3 separate regions of the Mus musculus genome follow, and all the other regions are linked to region 3. A link is a contact called in public HiChIP or PLAC-seq and promoter capture Hi-C data. All regions are on one chromosome and are shown on one strand. Each heading gives the region's core, a stretch centred on a gene start, on an enhancer-like site or on the middle of the called end of the contact. The rest is flanking DNA. Distances are from core to core; before and after follow the strand shown. Region 1 holds the start of Rnh1 (ribonuclease/angiogenin inhibitor 1). Region 2 holds the start of Drd4 (dopamine receptor D4). Region 3 holds the start of Psmd13 (proteasome (prosome, macropain) 26S subunit, non-ATPase, 13).

Evidence for each region. Promoter capture Hi-C pulls out the DNA fragments that hold promoters and counts their contacts. HiChIP or PLAC-seq counts read pairs in DNA pulled down with a chosen protein or histone mark.
Region 1: a promoter capture Hi-C map of liver shows a contact between it and region 3. The contact joins the promoter of Rnh1 here to the promoter of Psmd13 in region 3. A contact is called at or near these places in 23 of 39 promoter capture datasets (the 3T3-L1 cell line, 3T3-L1-derived adipocytes, the C10 cell line and 16 more), 2 of 15 datasets of contacts at CTCF or cohesin (the NIH/3T3 cell line and embryonic stem cells), 9 of 484 Hi-C or Micro-C datasets (B cells, CD4 T cells, CD8 T cells and 6 more), 28 of 115 datasets of contacts at active chromatin or transcription factors (the 230-238 cell line, the SCID.adh cell line, bone marrow-derived macrophages and 17 more) and 5 of 9 other capture datasets (adipose tissue, embryonic stem cells, liver and 2 more).
Region 2: an H3K4me3 HiChIP or PLAC-seq map of embryonic stem cells shows a contact between it and region 3, with 2.5 times the contacts expected there. The contact joins the promoter of Drd4 here to the promoter of Psmd13 in region 3. A contact is called at or near these places in 4 of 39 promoter capture datasets (the C10 cell line, embryonic stem cells and hippocampal neurons), 1 of 484 Hi-C or Micro-C datasets (embryonic stem cells) and 1 of 115 datasets of contacts at active chromatin or transcription factors (embryonic stem cells).

Annotation. Positions count from the first base shown.
Region 1 is chr7:141,167,544-141,170,540 of GRCm38.p6, forward strand. It overlaps Rnh1 (ribonuclease/angiogenin inhibitor 1), which reads right to left and starts at 1,393. Exons shown (of 10, transcript NM_145135.3): 1 at 1,133-1,393.
Region 2 is chr7:141,290,393-141,293,288 of GRCm38.p6, forward strand. It overlaps Drd4 (dopamine receptor D4), which reads left to right and starts at 1,626. Exons shown (of 4, transcript NM_007878.3): 1 at 1,626-1,921. The coding sequence starts at 1,646.
Region 3 is chr7:140,880,946-140,883,770 of GRCm38.p6, forward strand. It overlaps Psmd13 (proteasome (prosome, macropain) 26S subunit, non-ATPase, 13), which reads left to right and starts at 1,449. Exons shown (of 13, transcript NM_011875.4): 1 at 1,449-1,621; 2 at 2,555-2,633. The coding sequence starts at 1,527. It overlaps Sirt3 (sirtuin 3), which reads right to left and starts at 924. Exons shown (of 7, transcript NM_001127351.1): 1 at 818-924.

The DNA of each region.
Region 1 (2,997 bases), core at 143-2,642, 290 kb after region 3:
CATGTCTCCACATTCCTAAGCAACTATCTGTCAAGCAAGCTAGCCTGGACAGCATGTGGGTATCCTGGAAGGCTTGAAAGAAGAGATCAGTGCTGTGCTCCTAGCACTGAAGGGAGAGCGGTACTAGGTTCTGTTTAAGAGAAACAGAAGTCACTTCAGCTGCTCTCTATAACAGTTACCGAAACTGGCAAACAGCTCTGTGTGAAGTTACAGTGCCTGGCACAACATGGCTTTACTAACGGGGTCTTCCCCTTCCTTCCCAGGGCTAGGAGGATACCCCCTTAATGCTAACCAGGAGCACTTTACACATATTGACACAAGGGCTAGTGACAGGGAAAACTGAGGCAACGGCAGAGATAACTCACTGTGGACATATAGCCAGGGCATGGAGAAACCAGTTAGCCCCACCCACAACTCGCCAGGGAGTAAAACCAGCACTGCCTGGATCAGATGTGTCATCCAAAGCCAGTCATCACTAGGGCACTGCCACTGGGGTGGGGTAGCTACAGTACTTCTAGTCACAGGTGCAACCCACACCTGCTCTCTTATGCACTACAGACTACAGGGTCCTAGAGTATCTACCTTTGAGGAAAGCACAGGACTGGACTTTATGGGAGGCAGGGTGCCAGCCAGTCCTGACGATCATCTGAGGTCAGGGGCAAGGGATGTGAAAGAACCCAGGCAGCTGGTTCTTCTCCCACACTCCTCCCCCTGTTTGGCCTTGGGACCAGGCAGGAGGTCCCACCAGCCTGGCTTAGAAGCATGATTCAGGCCTCTGCTTTGATGTGATTGGATATTGCTAACTAGCTGCTCCTAGCTGTTGGGTTAATCCTAGGATCTGAAGACACCCTCTTTGGGCCTTAAAGTGAGCGAGCGAACAGGTCGCTGGCGACGGAGCTATGAGGTCAGCCTTCAAGCACCAAGCAAGGCTCCTCTGAGGCACAAATGTGTCACCCTAAGGGAGGAACAGGCCTCAGAGACTCGCCGGGCCCGTGATCCCGCCCCCGCCCAATTTTTTGATCCCTCAAACCTTCTGGTCCAGCCGCTCTGCCACGTATTAAGAGGGCCAGGAAGGGACCCGAAAAAAACTCTCAAAGGCAGCCGGGCGCCCCGGAACATGGCCCTTGCTCACCTGGTGCCGCTGCAAGAGGTCCCAGACGATCCGTTTTCTTCCGCCCAGGGCGGGGCGTAGAGACTTTCGCCGCTTCTCTTTCTCTGGCCCCAACTAGCCTTTCACTTTGCCTACTGGAGACCGCCCACTAGGTCTGTCCCTCCCACATGCAGGCTGCACTTTGGGAACAGAACTTGACAAACCTGAGTCACTTCTTTGAGCCTGACTAAAAATACGTAAAATGATCCACAGCTGCCACGAAATGGGTGTGACTGTGATGAGAGCTTCTGGTATGAACACACCCATCTCTCCTACAGGCCGACCAGGTTTTCATGGCTAGAACAGTGTTCATTATGAACAGCCTTTCTCCCTGGGGATAGGGCTTGGGATGTCGAGAGCCTCTGATGCATGGGGCTCTCAAGCATTTCGTCACTAAGCATTTCTGATATTTGTCTTAAATATCGTTTATATATGAATGCTTCATCTGCATATATATCTGTGCATCGTGCCCAGGAAGGCCAGAAGAGGGTATCAGATTCTTGGGGAATGGCCACCATTCAGGTGTTGGGAACTACACCTGGGTGCTCTGGAAGAGCAGTGTCCTAAGCCATCCCTCCAGCCCATGTTTAAACTTTGTAACATACTCCCAAGTTATAGGATTTGCTTTTGGTTTCTGTATTTTTGAAATAAGGTCTTGATGTGTAGCCCAGGAGGGCCTTGAACATGCAGATTTGCTTCCTGAGTGCTGGGATTCTAGCACTGTGGAAAAAGTCAGCATTGAGAGTTTGTCACTCAGGAGCCCTGCTCTCTTGCACAAATGGCCACACACACCCTTGCCAAGGAACTGGCATCCATCCACCTAAGTGTTTGTTAAACACTTGTCATTTGCCAGATGCTGTTCTGAGTCCCTCCGGGAACTTTAATAATACAAGTAAAGGAGAGTCTAGCAGGCCAGCATAGGAAATCAGGAATTGTGTTCCCTAAAAGACCTGGGACAGGGAGCCCTGAAGGGAGAGAAGGAGGCAAAGAGACAGGCAAGAAAAGAGGCTGGAACTCAGCTTCATAAACCCTGTGCAGTGGCCACTACAGACAGAGCTTAATCTTCATCGCTGCAGAGCCATCCTCATGGAACCAATACCAACAACTGACCTGTGAAGTTGGGGATCAGTTCTTTGGGGAAAGATTAAAGCCTGCCCAATTAGAAGGAAAACTTTGGCCAGCCAGCCTTTATTTGTTGCTGCCATGAAGGAGAATTCCTGAAAAGAAGCTGTATCTACAGAGACTGGCTGATTAGAGTTTCAGTGCTGTGGAGAAATTGGGCTGGTGCAGTTCCAGAGGCTGCCTTATCCTGGGCTAGTTCTACCCCTCTAGAACAGCTCTTCCTTGCCTACCTGTGTTGCAACTAATATCTTGTGATCAGGCTGGCCTACAACTCACAGAGATGTGGCTTCCTCTTCCCCCTGACTGCTGGTAGGAAAGGCAAGTGTCACCACACCCAGCATCCTTTTGGAATCCTTTAGCAGACCAGTAGCTTCCACTAACCAAAAGCCAAGAATGTCATCAGTTGGCATCTTGGACTTACAGAAAAGCTTCCTTCCTCTTGTTGTACCAATCTCTCTGATGTACCCTTCAATGTACTTAAACTTGCCTTGTTTACTACTATTTTCTTCTGTAAAACTACAAAACGTCATGAAACTACCTCCATGGGAACACAGAATCTGGAGTAACCTAAATCTGTGTTCTCAGGCCATGGTCACTAACAATGACTCCAGAATAAACTATCTCTTATTCCTTTTAAGGTGAGAGCTGTAGTTGTTTTCATGGATACTGAGTACCCACAGACAAATGGCAGGGGCTACCAACTTAGGAGCCTGGGTTCAGGCAAG
Region 2 (2,896 bases), core at 376-2,875, 410 kb after region 3:
AGGATATGGGGGTGCTTTGTACTTTCCGCAGCAGCTGACTATGATTTGCCTCGTGCTCTAGCAGAGGCATGGTTTTGCCAGCTGCAGATAGTTTCTGCAATTGTGTGATGTTTGGAATTCTGGGAACTTTTCAGTTATATAAATGCCAGGGCCCCGAGAGGTGGGGTGTGGTGGTTGATGTTTGGGGGAGCCGGGGTTGGATGCTGTCTGTTAGTAGTCTAGTAGTCATGCTCAAAGAAGAAATAAAGGGATCTCTCCCACCTCCCCTCTCTCTTTCTTTTCCTCCCATCTAGTGATAGGGGGTGTAACAGGGGGAGGGGAGATAAAGGGTGGGAGAGAGAAGAACCCACAAAGTAGCAAATACCAACTACAGTCTACCTCCACTTGAAGATAGCCCTTTAGTCACAGGACTCCAGGTAATCTCTCTCAGCATTAGTAAGCCCATATACAAAAATTCTTTCATCAGCATAGTCCCCAGGTACTTTCACTGCAAGGGCTCCCAATCTTCCAGGGACTGTCCTTGCTGCTGTCTCTTCTCCTGTCCTGATTCTACAGTGTCCTCTCAACCTGTGCTGTCCTGTTCCAGCCTAGGTTCCTGTGCTGGCACAGAGAAAAGTATGGCCTCCAGATGTGGCTTGGGAAAAGAGCCCCCATGTGAGAGTTCTCTCAGCTCAGAGAGTCCTTGTCAGGTAACCCTGGTAGTCAGCGTGCCATACAGTATCAAATGCAAGGAAGCTGAGGGTCAAGATAGGAAGTGGGGTAACCACTCAGCGGCCCACAGAGGATGGTTAAGGCTTAAGGCTGAACCAGACATGGTGGTCCACACTCTTTAATTCCAGCACTCCGGAGACAGAGGGGAGGCCGAAGGATCTGAGTTCAGTGCTAGCCTGCTGTACAGAATAAGTTCTAGGACATACGCAGGGAAACCCTGCCTTGAAAAGTCAACAACAACAATAATAAAATTAATAATAATATATTAGATAAAAAGTTAAGACTGGGCCTTGGAGGTGCCAATTATCAATTTCACCATGGTCCGCTTAAGCACTGACTGATGGAGACTTGGGAAGAGAGATGGTGAGAAAAGTAGGGCCAGCCAAGGCCTGGATCCCAAGAGTTGCTGCACATCTGCCCACAGAGAATGAGCTTGGTGTGCTGCTCAGTATTGCTAAGCCCAGAACCGTTAGTGAAAGAGGCGAGGAGCCTTTAACCTGTTCCAGAACCAGAGCTGATGGTTTCCCACGTGGGAAGGACCCCAGTGCAGGAGTATAGATAGGTTCTCCACATCCTCCAAGGTATCTTGGAGAGCCGCTTTTGACAGGTAATTTAGTGGCCTGTCTCCTGGCCAGGATGGGATGGCTGGCTCTGACGAATCTGGTCCAGACAACCTGCTTTTCTACCTAGGTTTCTGGAAGCACAAACTAGCCCCGATGAGGGGACACATCAGCCGCTGCTTAGCCTTTTTATGCCAGTCACTTCGCTCATTTCTCTTGAATTGAAGCATTTCTCCCTCTGCCAATTTCCTAGAGTTCAGAAATTCAAGCCGGGGCGGGGCGGGGCTGGACGCGCTGGGGGCGGGATTCCGGGTAGCCCCTGCCTGCAAATCCCCAGGCTCAGCGCCTCCCGGAGCGGGTTCAGCAGTGGCACCATGGGGAACAGCAGCGCTACTGAGGACGGTGGGCTGTTGGCCGGGCGTGGGCCAGAATCCCTGGGGACTGGCGCCGGGCTTGGGGGCGCGGGCGCGGCGGCGCTGGTGGGGGGCGTGCTGCTCATCGGCTTGGTGTTGGCAGGGAACTCGCTCGTGTGCGTGAGCGTGGCCTCCGAGCGCACGCTGCAGACACCCACCAACTACTTCATCGTGAGCCTGGCTGCTGCCGACCTCCTCCTCGCGGTGCTGGTGCTGCCTCTCTTTGTCTACTCCGAGGTGAGCCTCGGTGCGCTCTTCCCCTACCTCCACTGCTCCCAGCCCCCCAGCCCCAGCGCAGTTTCGCGCTTGGACCCTCAGCCACCTTGAGCCAGGGTGTTTGCAGGGACGTCAGGTCTCCTCACTCCTGACTATCCACTCTCTCCCGCTCTTCAGAATCTTTCGCCTACTTTTCCTCTTGTCCGTCACCCTACCATCCTCTGGATTCCTTCCTACTCTGTCTGAGAGCTACCTACCCAGAGAGGACTCGTGTCCCTAAAACCAAGAATCGCAGAAAATTGTCCTTCCTATTTAAGCCCTGGCTTCCACTGCAGAAATGCTGCATCCCCCAGCCTGTGGCAAAAAACAGCTAGCTAGACAGGCGAAAGTGCAGACACGCAGCATCAGCATCACTACCGATGACTACTGCCTTTTGGGAACACACACACACACACACACACACACACACACACACACACACACACACCCCAGCCTGTGCCAGCTCACTCTCACCCTTCGGAAGAAGCCCAAAGCCTGCAGCCACCCAGCTCCCAGGAGCTCGGAGCAGCAAAGGGTGAAGGCAGAGAGGCCTGGGCAGGATACTGAACCTGAGGGGCCGCTAAAGGGAGTGGGTTCAGGACCTTTTGGAGACTCCTGGAACACAGACACCCCAGATCAGGTCTGGCTCGTAGGTGGGTCTGCTGTGGTTACTGGCAATTCTTATCTGCCCACGGTTTGGGCAGGGTGGGGTGGGGTGAATGGTATTTCTAAAGAAGACCCTGAGTTCTGGAGCTGGAGCAGAGGCCAGTGGCCACACTTGACCCCAGGTCCTCCCCAAGGCACAGACGTCACTGTGATGATTCTTAAGCTCATAATCATCCCAAATCAGTGTGAAGGGATTTGGGGACGGCTGGTTTGAGACGGCTGTGTGCTCCTTTGCCCTTGAAAAAGAACACTCCGTGCAGCAGATTCACAGACAGCCCGGCGAGGTCTTTG
Region 3 (2,825 bases), core at 199-2,698:
ATCTGTTGCTTTACTAAAAACCTCACTGAAAGGGTCACTCTGTTCTGGCAAGGACTCTTTACTGGGAGTTCCACCGAGCTACCTTAAAGATAGCCAATAGACGTCTGCTGACTTTTTTTTTTTTTTTTGAATATGCAGTGTGATGATTTCTCTCTAACTTAATATACTCACTTATTTCAAACTGAAAATATCCCTATTATTGATCACTCTCAGGACTCTATGAGACATGTTACTATTTTGCAGACAGTATGACTGTTGGTAAAAATTTTTAGTTTCACAACCTTTATGGGGGACAATTAAAACACAAGTAACAGCTGGATGTGGTGGCATGTGACTGTAGTCTCCGACGCTTGGAGGGAGGTGGAAGCAAGGTGGATCCGGAGTTCAAGGTCATCCTCCTTCACACAGCCAGCTGAAGGCCAGTTTGAACAAGAGACCAGTCTCAAAATAATACAAACCACGTAACCTTACCCAAGGCTGTCTACTGAGAATTTGTGGTCCAAATGGGGTGCAAACACGTTTATTTATCACGTTATTTGTAATAATTCAAGATTAGAAAGTATTCAATAAGGAAATGGTGATATAAATTATAAGACATCCATACAACGAACTTCTATAAAATATTTCAAAGACTGTGCTGCAATAGTTACATAGAAAAACACCTTTAAGGAGAAGGTAGTGATGGCCGGTCAGCAAAACCTTGTAGAAGGGCGCGCCTGCCGGGTCCTTACTCCCACAATTGCTTCCAGCTACCCGCCCCTAAAACGCCGCTGATAGCCTATCTGCGAGATCCCGTGTCTCCCCTGCCGTGGCTCACCTCCCGGACCCCACAGTCTGAGCGCGGCCAATGCCAGTCGACCGCTTAGCGCCATGATGCTCTGCAGGACGACGGCGCCTAGAGGGTCAAGCGCCATCCGAATCCCCGCCCCCGTGAGCCAAGCCCCGCCCTCTCGGCACTCTTACTCCCGCCCCCCCTCTGGCCAAGTGCCGCCCTCCGGCGCCTTCCCTCGGCCGAGCCCAGCCCAGCCCCCGCACGATAACCCGAAGTGTGGAAGGCTGTGTTTATGCCTGGTGCTGGCAGCTTCTCCCTCTGTGGGACTCTGACTTATTGGTTGGGAAGCCAAACCGGGAGATTTCATCGTTTTACGCCGCTCTCGACCTCCTTGAGTAGGCGGGTGATAACTAATGCTCTCTGAGCGATTTGCATCACACCTAGTCCTCGCCAAACGCCATCCGGTTTCAGAGGACCCAAGTCTGCAGGCTTGAGGCTACGTGACCAGTCAGTGGCTAGCTGTCCCCAGGCACCTCTACTCTTTAATGCCTCAAGGGCAGGGCCAGAAACCCGGGAGAAGTTTAGCGGAAGTCAAGAACGCGGTTACCTTGACGACCGCAACCCGTGAGGCTAGTGGGACGCTCCCAGCATGCCCCGCGCGCCCGCGGTGCCGGAAGTGAGCGAGCACTTCCGTGCGCCATCCCTGCCGGTTCTGACTGCTTAGTGCTTGTGTTGTTCCCAGCTCTCTGCAATCATGAAGGATGTGCCGGCCTTCTTACAGCAGAGTCAGAGCTCCGGGCCGGGCCAGGCTGCCGTTTGGCACCGTTTGGAAGAGCTGTACACGAAGAAGTGAGCTCCGAGGCTGGGGCGGGAGGGAGAGGACTGTGGGAGGGCCAGGGGCTCTGATCAGTCCGGAGGGTCAGGGATGTGGAGGAAAGGGGTCGAGATAGCCTTAGGAGCAGAGCTGTTAACAGGGTTCTGTATCTAGACTCCCTGCGTTCCAGCCTTACCAGCTTTGATAAGAACAATTACGAATTGCTGACTTTGATATAAGAATTTGCCTATGAAAAAACACCTCTTCCTCAGAACCTTTCCACATGACAATGTCCAGCAGTTAAAACTCTTAGTGATTTCAAGAGAAATTTTTCAGTGTTTAGTATGTACCTGCCTATATATGGTGTAACATTTTGTGTTTTTCAAAACACTTTTATCTCTATTATTAAATATTATCCTTTAGTCTTGGTATGAAGTATGCTATTTCGGTGTCCTAAAGGTTCATATATTGGCTTTTTTAAAGTATTGGCTTATTTCATCCTTCCTATTGACAGATAAGATTGAATATCAGTTTTCTATTCTGTGAGGTATTCAGCTAATAAGTAAGAGAGAATGGAGTTCAAAATATAGCTGTAGAATTCTAAAGTCACAACCAATGCCTTCAAGGCTGAAGGCATCCGTTTCTTCACATTAGGATGTGGGGCTGAGGGCTTTTTGTTTTGTAGGTTGTGGCATTGGAATTCCAGTTGACACTCAGAGTGGGAGTTGACGCTGTCTCAAAAAGTGTTCTCCAGTGTTACCTAAGAAAACTGAGTCTTGAAAGGATAAGTGACTAGGGGGTGCAAGCAAAGTCAGTCCAGAAATAGGCTTGAATTGGCTGGCGCTTGCTTTAACTCCTGGCTGTGCAGTGGGACCTGGGAAATACTTGGTGTTTGATGGGACCGTCAAGGCTGAAGGCATCCTTTTCTTCACATTAGGATGTGGGACTGAGGGCTTTTTGTTTTGTAGGTTGTGGCATCAGCTGACACTTGAGGTGCTTGATTTTGTGCAGGACCCATGCTTTGCCCAAGGAGATGGTCTCATTAAGGTAATGACTTACCAGACAGCTCAGACGATGTTGAATATAATTACAAACTATTATTATTCATTTTTATTTACTTTTAACGTGTGTGCGCCCAAGGATGCCAGAAGAGATCTCCTGGAACTGGAGTTGCAGGCAGTTGTAAGCCAACTGGTGTAGGTGCTAGGAACCCAGTTTGAGTCTTCAAAATGCTCTTAA